Linked DNA regions of Pan troglodytes: regions 1 and 2 are each linked to region 3. The links are chromatin contacts, called in public HiChIP or PLAC-seq maps. All regions are on one chromosome and are shown on one strand. Each heading gives the region's core, a stretch centred on a gene start, on an enhancer-like site or on the middle of the called end of the contact. The rest is flanking DNA. Distances are from core to core; before and after follow the strand shown. Region 1 holds the start of TIMELESS (timeless circadian regulator). Region 2 holds the start of MIP (major intrinsic protein of lens fiber). Region 3 holds the start of SMARCC2 (SWI/SNF related, matrix associated, actin dependent regulator of chromatin subfamily c member 2).

Region 1 (3,002 bases), core at 163-2,662, 260 kb after region 3:
TGTGGGTGGTCAAAGAGGAGTTTTAAATTTAACATCAGATGATCTACCTTTACTTTGTACAAAGTACTAGTAGGGCTGGGTGCGATGGTTCACACCTGTAATCCCAGCACTGTGGGAGGCCGAGGCGGGCGGATCATTTGAGGTCAGGAATTCGAGACCGGCCTGGCCAACATGGCGAAACCCCATCTCTACTAAAAATACAAAAATTAGCTGGGCGTGGTGGCGGGCACCTGTAATCCCAGCTCCTGGGGAGGCTGAGGCAGGAGAATCGCTTGAACCGGGGAGGCGGAGGTTGCAGTGAGCCGAGATCGGACCACTGCACTCCAGCCTGGGCGACAGAGCCAGACTCCATCTCAAAAACAAAACAAAACAACCAAAAAAAAACAAACAGGCCACGCGCGGTGGCTCACGCCTATAATCCCAGCACTTTGGGAGGCCGAGGCGGGCGGATCACGAGGTCAGGAGTTTGAGATCATCCTGACCAATAAGGTGAAACCCCCATCTCTACTAAAAAAAAATACAAAAATTAGCCGGGCATGGTGACGCGCGCCTGTAATCCCAGCTACTCAGGAAGCTGAGGCAAGAGAATCGCTTGAACCCGGGAGGCGGAGCTTGCAGTGAGCCGAGATGGCGCCACTGCACTCCATCCTGGGCGACAGAACGAGACTCCGTCTCAAAATAAAAGAAAATAAATAAAAAATTGAAAGTACTAGTCGAAGCACGAATGGCAAAGAATTGAGAGGCTCAAGGAAAAAAGCTTCATTAGCGGCTGAGGTCCAGGTGACAAACCCAAACAAGGCAACGAAGGGAGGGAGTGAGAAATTCATTCCATAAAACCCACGATATAAGTAAAGCGGCCTGTGAATTCCGACCACTGCTGACCGCCAGGCCACACACCGGTTTTTTTCAGGAGGTCTCAACTAGATGCTAAGCTCCGAAGTGGAACTCCCCCAGGCACTTTCTGTTCTAATTCAGGAATTCCAAGCCCCTTTCCATCACAACCCCATCCCGCGGGAGACCCAAGCTGTGCGGAGCAGCGCAGGGATAAGCCCGCGTCCGGTGAGACCCGGGAACGCGGCGCGGGAGACTAAGGAGCAGAGTACAGAATTGCGCGTGCGCGCCTGCAGCACGAGCCCCGCCCCCTGGCTCTAAACCGGGTGGCGGGAAAAGGGACTCAGCGTCTCCCGAGAATGCCCCCATAGCTTCGAAAGGATCCCCGTGTCCGCTTAGCGCCCTCTCGCCACACACTCACTCACCCGCTCCCTGCGGGTCCTCAGAAGCCCGGAGGAGCCACCGGCCCTCCGGCGCGGGGCCGCAGCCTTTCCGCCACCAGGCTCAGCTGGACCGGTCCCCGCCTGCGCGGAGAGCGAGGCGGGGCGCGCCGGGCTGGTCCACGTGACTCCGAGCGAGCTGGGGCGGAGATTGGTGAAGAAGGAAGGAAAAGGGAAGCGAGTGCAGGGACTGTTTTATGTGAGGTCGATCTAAAAATCACAGCGCTATGAATTTTCTGCTGAATTATAGTAGAATCAAAGTCCGATTAGAGGTGAATTTACAAACATTCTTCCCCTTCTTCTAGTCAAGCGGACTATTCCAAGTCTTAAATAGTTAGTTAGAAAAGTTAGGTTTTATTTGGGAGGAAGTAAAGAGCTGAAGTACAGGGAGGAATGGTCTTCTGGGATAGGGGATGTCCGTTGTATTATAGGTATAAATTTAAAGCTTTCAAAGTATGCAAGAGGCTCATAAAAGGAAGAAAGCAACCGTAAATATTCATTGAACAGTTGAGGGTCTCTTCTGGCCTCTGCTGAGATGATCTTGCCAAAAGGAAAATAAAATAGGGCTGTGCTCTGGCCCCCTGTAATCCCAGCTACTGGGGAGGCTGAAGCAGGAAGATCGCTTGAGCCCAGGATTTCTAGACTGTAGTGTGCGATGATCGTGCCTGTGAATATCCATTGCACTCCAACCTGGTCAACATAGTAAGACCCCCTCTCAAAAAAAAAAAAAAAAAAAAAAAAAAGAAGATAGGGCTCAAACAAATAATAATCTCCTGAATTATTAAGCATTTGAATAGAAGGAATCAATTTCTGGGGTATGAGGGAGTTAGAAGAGATTTGCTTCAAGATGAAAGGACAGATGACAGAGAGATGAAAATACACAGACACAAAACAAGAAAAAAAACACGGAACTAGTGATAAAAGCAGAAAGATGCCATTTGAGGAGTGTTTTGATTTGCTCTAAATAAATTAGAACAGCGTCAAAGCCTCTCCCCTCATGCCCCCTACTACCACCCGTTCATTTATTTGCTCCAGGAATCAGATTTCCTGTGTTGGCCTTAGGGAACAATTGTGGGGCTTAAATACCATCTGCCAGGCAGCCACAACAGTGGATGTCAGGCTGACCAGTTAAGCTGCTTAATTTTTCTAGATTCTAGGCTTGCTCAAGCTCTATTTAGGTTGGAAGCTCCTTGGCCCAGGACCTCTGAAGAGATCCATTATGTCAGAATGAACACAACCAGCCAGCGGATGTAGACAGGTTTACGTGGCTTTACAGAACAGCTAAATCCTAGTGTTCACTTTTCTCAGAGCTACTTCCCCACCCAAGTCCCTGGGGCAAGCATCCCTAAGATAAGTAGGCTATATATTCCCATTAACTTCCCCCCAATTCTTCAGTACACCTACATCCTGATCTGGGGCTAATACTCCATTTTCACCACCCACCTCCCTTGAGTCCCTTCTCCTAACCCTTGGAAGCCTTGTCTCCTCCACTTCTCTCCATCTGCCTCGTGTGAGGAGTAACTCCCTGCTTCTCTGTTCCCTCAGAAATCAAGAGCCACACACTTGACTGGCAGCAGGGTAAAGGCCAGAAACTTAAGGTGTCGGTTACCCAGTACTCACCATACTGGGTCGAGGAAGGGAGGTATAGGATGGCACCTCTTTTTGCTTCCTTAGCTCTCATGCCCCAAAACTCAGACACAGCCACACTCACATTCATATGCACAATCAGCA
Region 2 (2,818 bases), core at 210-2,709, 280 kb after region 3:
GAACTCCAGAGGCAGAGGCTGCAGTTAGCCAAGATCAAACCACTGCACTCCAGCCTGGGTGATAGAGTGACACTCCGTCTCAGAATATACATTTTAAAAATATATATCTAAAATCCTTTTTTGAGGGGTAGGAGGATGGAGGTGGGATGTATGTTGCTATTGCACTGGCCAGCAGAACCTTGAGAAGTGGACTGATTCAAAACATGTAGGCCTGGCATAGTGGCTAACACCTGTAATCACAGCACTTTGGGAGGCAAAGGTGGGAGGGAGGATGGCTTGAGCCCGAGAATTCGAGAACAACTTGGTCAACAAAGTGAAACCCCCGTTTCTACAAAAAAGTTAACGGGGCATGGTGCGTGCACATGTGGTCCCAGCTACATGGGAGGCTGAAGCAGGAAGATCGCTTGTGCCTCGGAGATGAAGGTTGCAGTGAGCTGTGTTTGCGCCACTGTGCTGCATGCAGCCTGGGTGACAGAATGAGACCCTGTCTCAAAAAATAAAATAAAATGGAATGCAGATCGAAATGTTCAATATAGGCTGTCCATAATCTCCTACCTCATACCCTGAACCAAAATATTGCTACTCTTGGTTAAGTTCAGAAAACTGAATGCTGAGTTAAACCATCCGTTCCTAGCCTTGAACATACAAAACCAACATTAACAGTATTTATGTATTTACTATTAATTATAAACAACTGTGAATTACCCAATGGTTGCTATTTGCCAATATATATCTAGATTAATTATTATTATTATTATTTTTTGAGATGGAGTCTTGCTCTGTCACCAGGCTGGAGTGCAGTGGCAGAATCTCGGCTCACTGCAACCTCCCACTCCCTGGTTCAAGCGATTCTCCTGCCTCAGCCTCCCGGGTAGCTGGGATTACAGGCGCGCGCCACCACGCCCGGCTAATTTTTGTACTTTTGGTAGAGGCGGGGTTTCACCATATTGGCCAGGATGGTCTTGATCTCCTGACCTCGTGATCCGCCTGCCTCGGCCTCCCAAAGTGCTGAGATTACAGGCGTGAGCCACCGCACCCGGCCTAGATTATTCTCACTTAATTATTACTAAGGTCTGTATATAATTTCTATTTTATAAATTAGAACACTAAGGCTCAGAAAAGTGGAGTGAGTTGCCCAAACTCACACAGTGAAGCCGGGATCAAAGCTAATTACAGTACTGTCTAATTTTAAAATCTATACTTCTAAGCATCTGGCTACACTATATCTCTAAAAGTTTTACGTAGTTCAAATGTGAGCAGCGTTCGTCTACGCAGAAAAACTGAATAAGCAGCATTAACCGCGGGTAGAAACAGAACAGAAACCACTACCTTGGCGGCCGCCCGCCCCCGGGCGTCGCTCTACGTCATAACACTGCGCGGCCGCCCCTCGCGCACCACGTGCTAGGGGAGCGGGCGGGCAGATGGCTGTGTTTGTAAGCGGGAGGCGTGCCCGGTTCATCCAAGGCGCAAGATGGCGCTGCTTTTTGCACGTTCTTTGCGCTTGTGCCGCTGGGGAGCCAAACGATTGGGAGTTGCCTCCACAGAGGCCCAGAGAGGTAGGATTATCTGTTTTTACTCTTTTACCTCCAGAATGGCTGCCGTCTATTATTCCCAGACCCCACTCCGAGAAGCAACTCCAACCCTCTCGGGTCTTTTCCTTCCTTACCTGCCTTGGTCTCGAGATTCCAAACCTGTGATACCATTTGGTTTCTTTAAATTCCGAGTTTTTCAGCTCCGTGAGCTATCCGTAGTAAAGCGACCTCGCGACTCTCTTGCCCGCTTGGCATTCTGACTCTTCCCTAGTTGCTCGTGTATCATGGCTGCCTGCCTCAGATCTGAATATATCACCAGCCCTAGGGTTCTAGCCCCTGTTATTATCCCGTCTTTTTGCTCTGCCCGCAGGCGTCAGTTTCAAACTGGAAGAAAAAACCGCCCACAGCAGCCTGGCACTCTTCAGAGATGATACGGGTGTCAAATATGGCTTGGTGGGATTGGAGCCCACCAAGGTGGCCTTGAATGTGGAGCGCTTCCGGGAGTGGGCAGTGGTGCTGGCAGACACAGCGGTCACCAGTGGCAGACACTACTGGGAAGTGACAGTGAAGCGCTCCCAGCAGTTCCGGATAGGAGTGGCAGATGTGGACATGTCCCGGGATAGCTGCATTGGTGTTGATGATCGTTCCTGGGTGTTCACCTATGCCCAGCGCAAGTGGTACACCATGTTGGCCAACGAGAAAGCCCCAGTTGAGGGTATTGGGCAGCCAGAGAAGGTGGGGCTGTTGCTGGAGTATGAGGCCCAGAAGCTGAGCCTGGTGGATGTGAGCCAGGTCTCTGTGGTTCACACGCTACAGACAGATTTCCGGGGTCCAGTGGTGCCTGCCTTTGCTCTCTGGGATGGGGAGCTGCTGACCCATTCAGGGCTTGAGGTGCCCGAGGGCCTCTAGTATGTCCATTACTGGAGTCCCTAATCACGCCTTTGGCCAGCCTCCTTTTGAAAGTGTCTGAAGCCTTTTTACTTTGCCTCAAGCAACCTCTAGCTCCCACAATTCAGTGTTGGATCCTCTGTGCAATATCATAATCATCTTCCTCATCCCCTACCTTGTGAAAGCTAGGCATACAGCCAAACCCTCCTTTTCCCCACCCACCAACTACTGCCAATTTCCTAGGCTACCATGGGTGTATCTTCCCTGACCTGCTTCCTTCAGTCTCTCTGCCTCCCTTTGCCCAGGCCTTTCTCAGACTGTATTCCATCCTGGGGTCTTATCATTCAGCTTTGTTTGAATTTATTAATCACCATGATACCTCTCCCTCCCTTTGTCCA
Region 3 (3,114 bases), core at 15-2,514:
AGACCCCAAGGGCAGGGCCAGGCTCACAACCAGCATCAGTAGGAAGTTCTCCTAAGCCACTAAGCACACTTCTGACGAGCTGCAAAGCCGGCAGGAAGAACTGGGGAGCTGAAAGAAAGCCATAAAGAGAATCCCTCTCTGAGGGTAGTGAGAAAAAGAGAGGCAGACCATTTCCAGAGAAAACCAGGCCTAGAGACAAAGACGACACCAGGAAGAGGTTTGGTAGAAAAGACAGGTAAGGATTCTTGAACCTTTTGTTCACCACCTTATGATCTCCAGTTATGGGGTTTGGGGGTGAGGGGCTAGAGATAGGAAGCTCACCCTAACCTCTCGACCCCAAACCCAGGGTACTGCAAAGCTAGGTTGCAGGGTGACTTCATTGTAAAATCGAGGAAAGGTTTCGGAAGGGGCCGCTACCCAGGAACTCCTATACCCCGGCTCCCTGAGAGATTCTGTTGCCCCTTAGATGAAGGTGGGGGATGAGCGGCGGAGACAGGTGATCCCTGGGTGGGGACCTTTTTCAGGCTGATGAGCAGCCAACGGCTTGCTCTGTGACTGTTTACCCTCCTGCTTTCCATTCTCTCTCTCTGAACATACACAAAGCACCGGAGAGGCCTCAGCCCCGCTGGTACCTGGCTCCGTGGGGAGCTCTGGCGGGCACGCTCCGGGTTGCGGGGGAGCCCATTGGGCACCCGGTCCACACCCGGCCGGCCGCCTCTCCCAGAAAAGCCAGGAGGGCGATGGCTGAGGGGAAGGTGGGCTAATGGCACCGGGGCCCGCCGGGCAGTAGAAAAAAACAAGGGGCAGAGGGCGCAGCAGTGGGGGCGGGGGCTGGGCTCAGAGGCTGGGGGTGCGGGGAGAGGGAAGCTGGGGGAGGGGCGCGGGAGCGCAGGAGGGCGCGCGGGGGGCTGCTCGGGAGGCCGCGGGGGAGGGGCTGGGGCGCCTGGAGGGTAGGCAGGATCCCGGGGCTGCAGGGCCGCGGTCCCTTTGTCCCGCCCCCGGTCCCCGCGCGGCCCGGCCCGGCCCGCGTACCTTCTTGTAGTTCTTGCCGAGCCACAGCCGCACGTTGTCGAACTGGGTCACGGTGTCCGCGGCCTCGTAGTACTTCACGTTGGGGCCGCCGTCCTTCTTCCGCACCGCCATCTTCTCCGGCTCGGGCCCCGCCGCCGCCCGCCCCACTCAGCTCAGCTCCCGCCTCCTCCGCCTCCTCCTCCGCCCGCCTCCCGCCGCCTCCCGCCGCCGCGGCCGCCGCCTCCCGCCGCCTGGGCCGGCCCCGGTCCGCGCTGCGCCACCTGCCGGCAGGCCGGGCGCGGCGGCGGAGCTCCAGGCGCGGGCCGACCCTGGCGGCCTCCCCGGCAGCGGCGGCGGGAGCCTCCGGGGAGAAGGACGCTTCCTGGAGGGGGCGCCATTCTCCTGAGATCGCTCTTACCAGACGCGAAGCCCTTTCCCTCTTTTTGCCTCAGCTCGGGAGTGTCACCTCGCTATCCCACTCCAGGCGGCCGCCAGTCGCTGGAGCAGCCCCAACCCGTAGACCCGAGTGGCCCTCACCTTGCGCATTCCTAACCCGACGAAGCCCCTCGTCCCCCAAAACCCCAAACCCCTTTCCCCAATAAGTTCCTTCCTTCCATCCATTCACAGCAGCTCCCCATTTAAACTTTTCAGAGTCTCCCTCACCCCTCGCGCCTTGTCTACCCAGCACTCCCCTCACTTGTTAACCCAAAAGTCCCCTAGTCGCCACCCTGGCGGCCCAGTGCCTTCCCTCAACTGCTTCCTCCGCAGGCCTCGCTGTCGCCTCCTAAGTAGGTGTGAGCTCCTACTCGAGACCCCGACTCTTCGCTAGGCAGGAGACCCTCCCTCCCTGGGTCACCCGGTCCATCCGACTCTTTTTCTTTGGGTGGCGTAGATAGGAGGTAAGGAACCGAGGGGTGGGGAGTCCTCAGGTGTGTGTGTGTCGGGGCCGGTACCCTGCTTCCGGTTCCCGCACGCATTCCCGGATTGCAGTGCGGACCCCTTCTGTAAGCGCGCGATAAAGTGCGGTTCTGGAAGTCACGGTGGCCGAGTGGTTAAGGCGTTGGACTCGAAATCCAATGGGGTTTCCCCGCACAGGTTCGAATCCTGTTCGTGACGGGTTTTTTGTTTTTTTTTTTTTCTCTCTCTTCTTATTATTATTAAAAGGGAGTCTCGCTCTGTTGCTCAGGCTGGAGTGCAGTGGCGCGATCTCGGCTCACCGCAACCTCCGCTTCCCGGGTTCAAGCAATTCTCCTGCCTTAGCTTCCCGAGTAGCTGGGACCACAGGCATGCGTCACCACACCTGGCTAATTTTTGTATTTTTAGTAGAGACAGGTTCACCATATTGGCCAGGCTGGTCTCAAACTCCTGACCTCAGGTTATCTGCCCGCCTCGGCCTCCCAAAGTGCTGGGATTACAGGCGTCGACTTTTTTAACCCCTTTCACAACACATAAAGGTAACCCCAGTTCTCACACGTTTCTTTCGTGCACTTTCTCTCTCCAAAAGGGAAGCTGCCAAAAGGTCTTAACCCCTGGATTTGGGAGGATGGGAGTGATCTTGGGAAGTTTAATTATGCACGACTGTATTGGCTGCTAGACTGTGAGGCATTTTCAGAATTTTGTAACTTCAGGCTTCCTGGGAGAGCTTTGGCACATGTCTCATTCTTTTGAGGGCATAGGGAAGGATTTGGTTGAAGGGTTACATTTTGGGAATGTGAGTGGCTGTTTGGCAATATTAGTCAAACTTAGAGTTTCCTCTAAATTTCATGACCAGAAGTCACACCTTGTAGGTCTGATTACACCGAAGACCCAGGAAACAGGATTCTCTCATCTGGATTTCCTTGAGGTGTACAGGGCTAGAAGGGAGTAGTCTATTGAAACATCATTGCAGATCCAGTTAGAGCCAAGGTATGGGAAGATAATTCTCACTTTTTATTGAGTGCTTATTATGTGCCAGATACTGTTTTAAATTATCTATGTGTATTAACCAAGCAAGGAAATTAATCTCATCTTTAACCTTTAACCTTCCTATACTCATCTCACCCCATTTTTCCTATCCCCTAATTTCTGATTGTGGGGAGGATCTAGGCTGCTTGTTGAGGATTT

The links. HiChIP or PLAC-seq counts read pairs in DNA pulled down with a chosen protein or histone mark.
Region 1: a contact with region 3 is called in an H3K4me3 HiChIP or PLAC-seq map of stem cell-derived excitatory neurons, with 2.0 times the contacts expected there. The contact joins the promoter of TIMELESS here to the promoter of SMARCC2 in region 3. A contact is called at or near these places in 1 of 7 Hi-C or Micro-C datasets (stem cell-derived neural progenitor cells) and 1 of 1 datasets of contacts at active chromatin or transcription factors (stem cell-derived excitatory neurons).
Region 2: a contact with region 3 is called in an H3K4me3 HiChIP or PLAC-seq map of stem cell-derived excitatory neurons, with 3 times the contacts expected there. The contact joins the promoter of MIP here to the promoter of SMARCC2 in region 3. A contact is called at or near these places in 1 of 7 Hi-C or Micro-C datasets (stem cell-derived neural progenitor cells) and 1 of 1 datasets of contacts at active chromatin or transcription factors (stem cell-derived excitatory neurons).

Annotation. Positions count from the first base shown.
Region 1 is chr10:39,563,584-39,566,585 of NHGRI_mPanTro3-v2.0_pri, reverse strand. TIMELESS (timeless circadian regulator) reads right to left here and starts at 1,412. Exons shown (of 29, transcript XM_509535.7): 1 at 1,257-1,412.
Region 2 is chr10:39,544,367-39,547,184 of NHGRI_mPanTro3-v2.0_pri, reverse strand. MIP (major intrinsic protein of lens fiber) reads right to left here and starts at 1,459. Exons shown (of 5, transcript XM_063786546.1): 1 at 1,330-1,459. The coding sequence starts at 1,459. SPRYD4 (SPRY domain containing 4) reads left to right here and starts at 1,454. Exons shown (of 2, transcript XM_001168831.6): 1 at 1,454-1,556; 2 at 1,903-2,818. The coding sequence starts at 1,472. The coding sequence ends at 2,441.
Region 3 is chr10:39,823,621-39,826,734 of NHGRI_mPanTro3-v2.0_pri, reverse strand. SMARCC2 (SWI/SNF related, matrix associated, actin dependent regulator of chromatin subfamily c member 2) reads right to left here and starts at 1,264. Exons shown (of 29, transcript XM_063786572.1): 1 at 1,033-1,264. The coding sequence starts at 1,143. It overlaps TRNAS-CGA (transfer RNA serine (anticodon CGA)), which reads left to right and starts at 2,046; the gene lies at 2,046-2,127.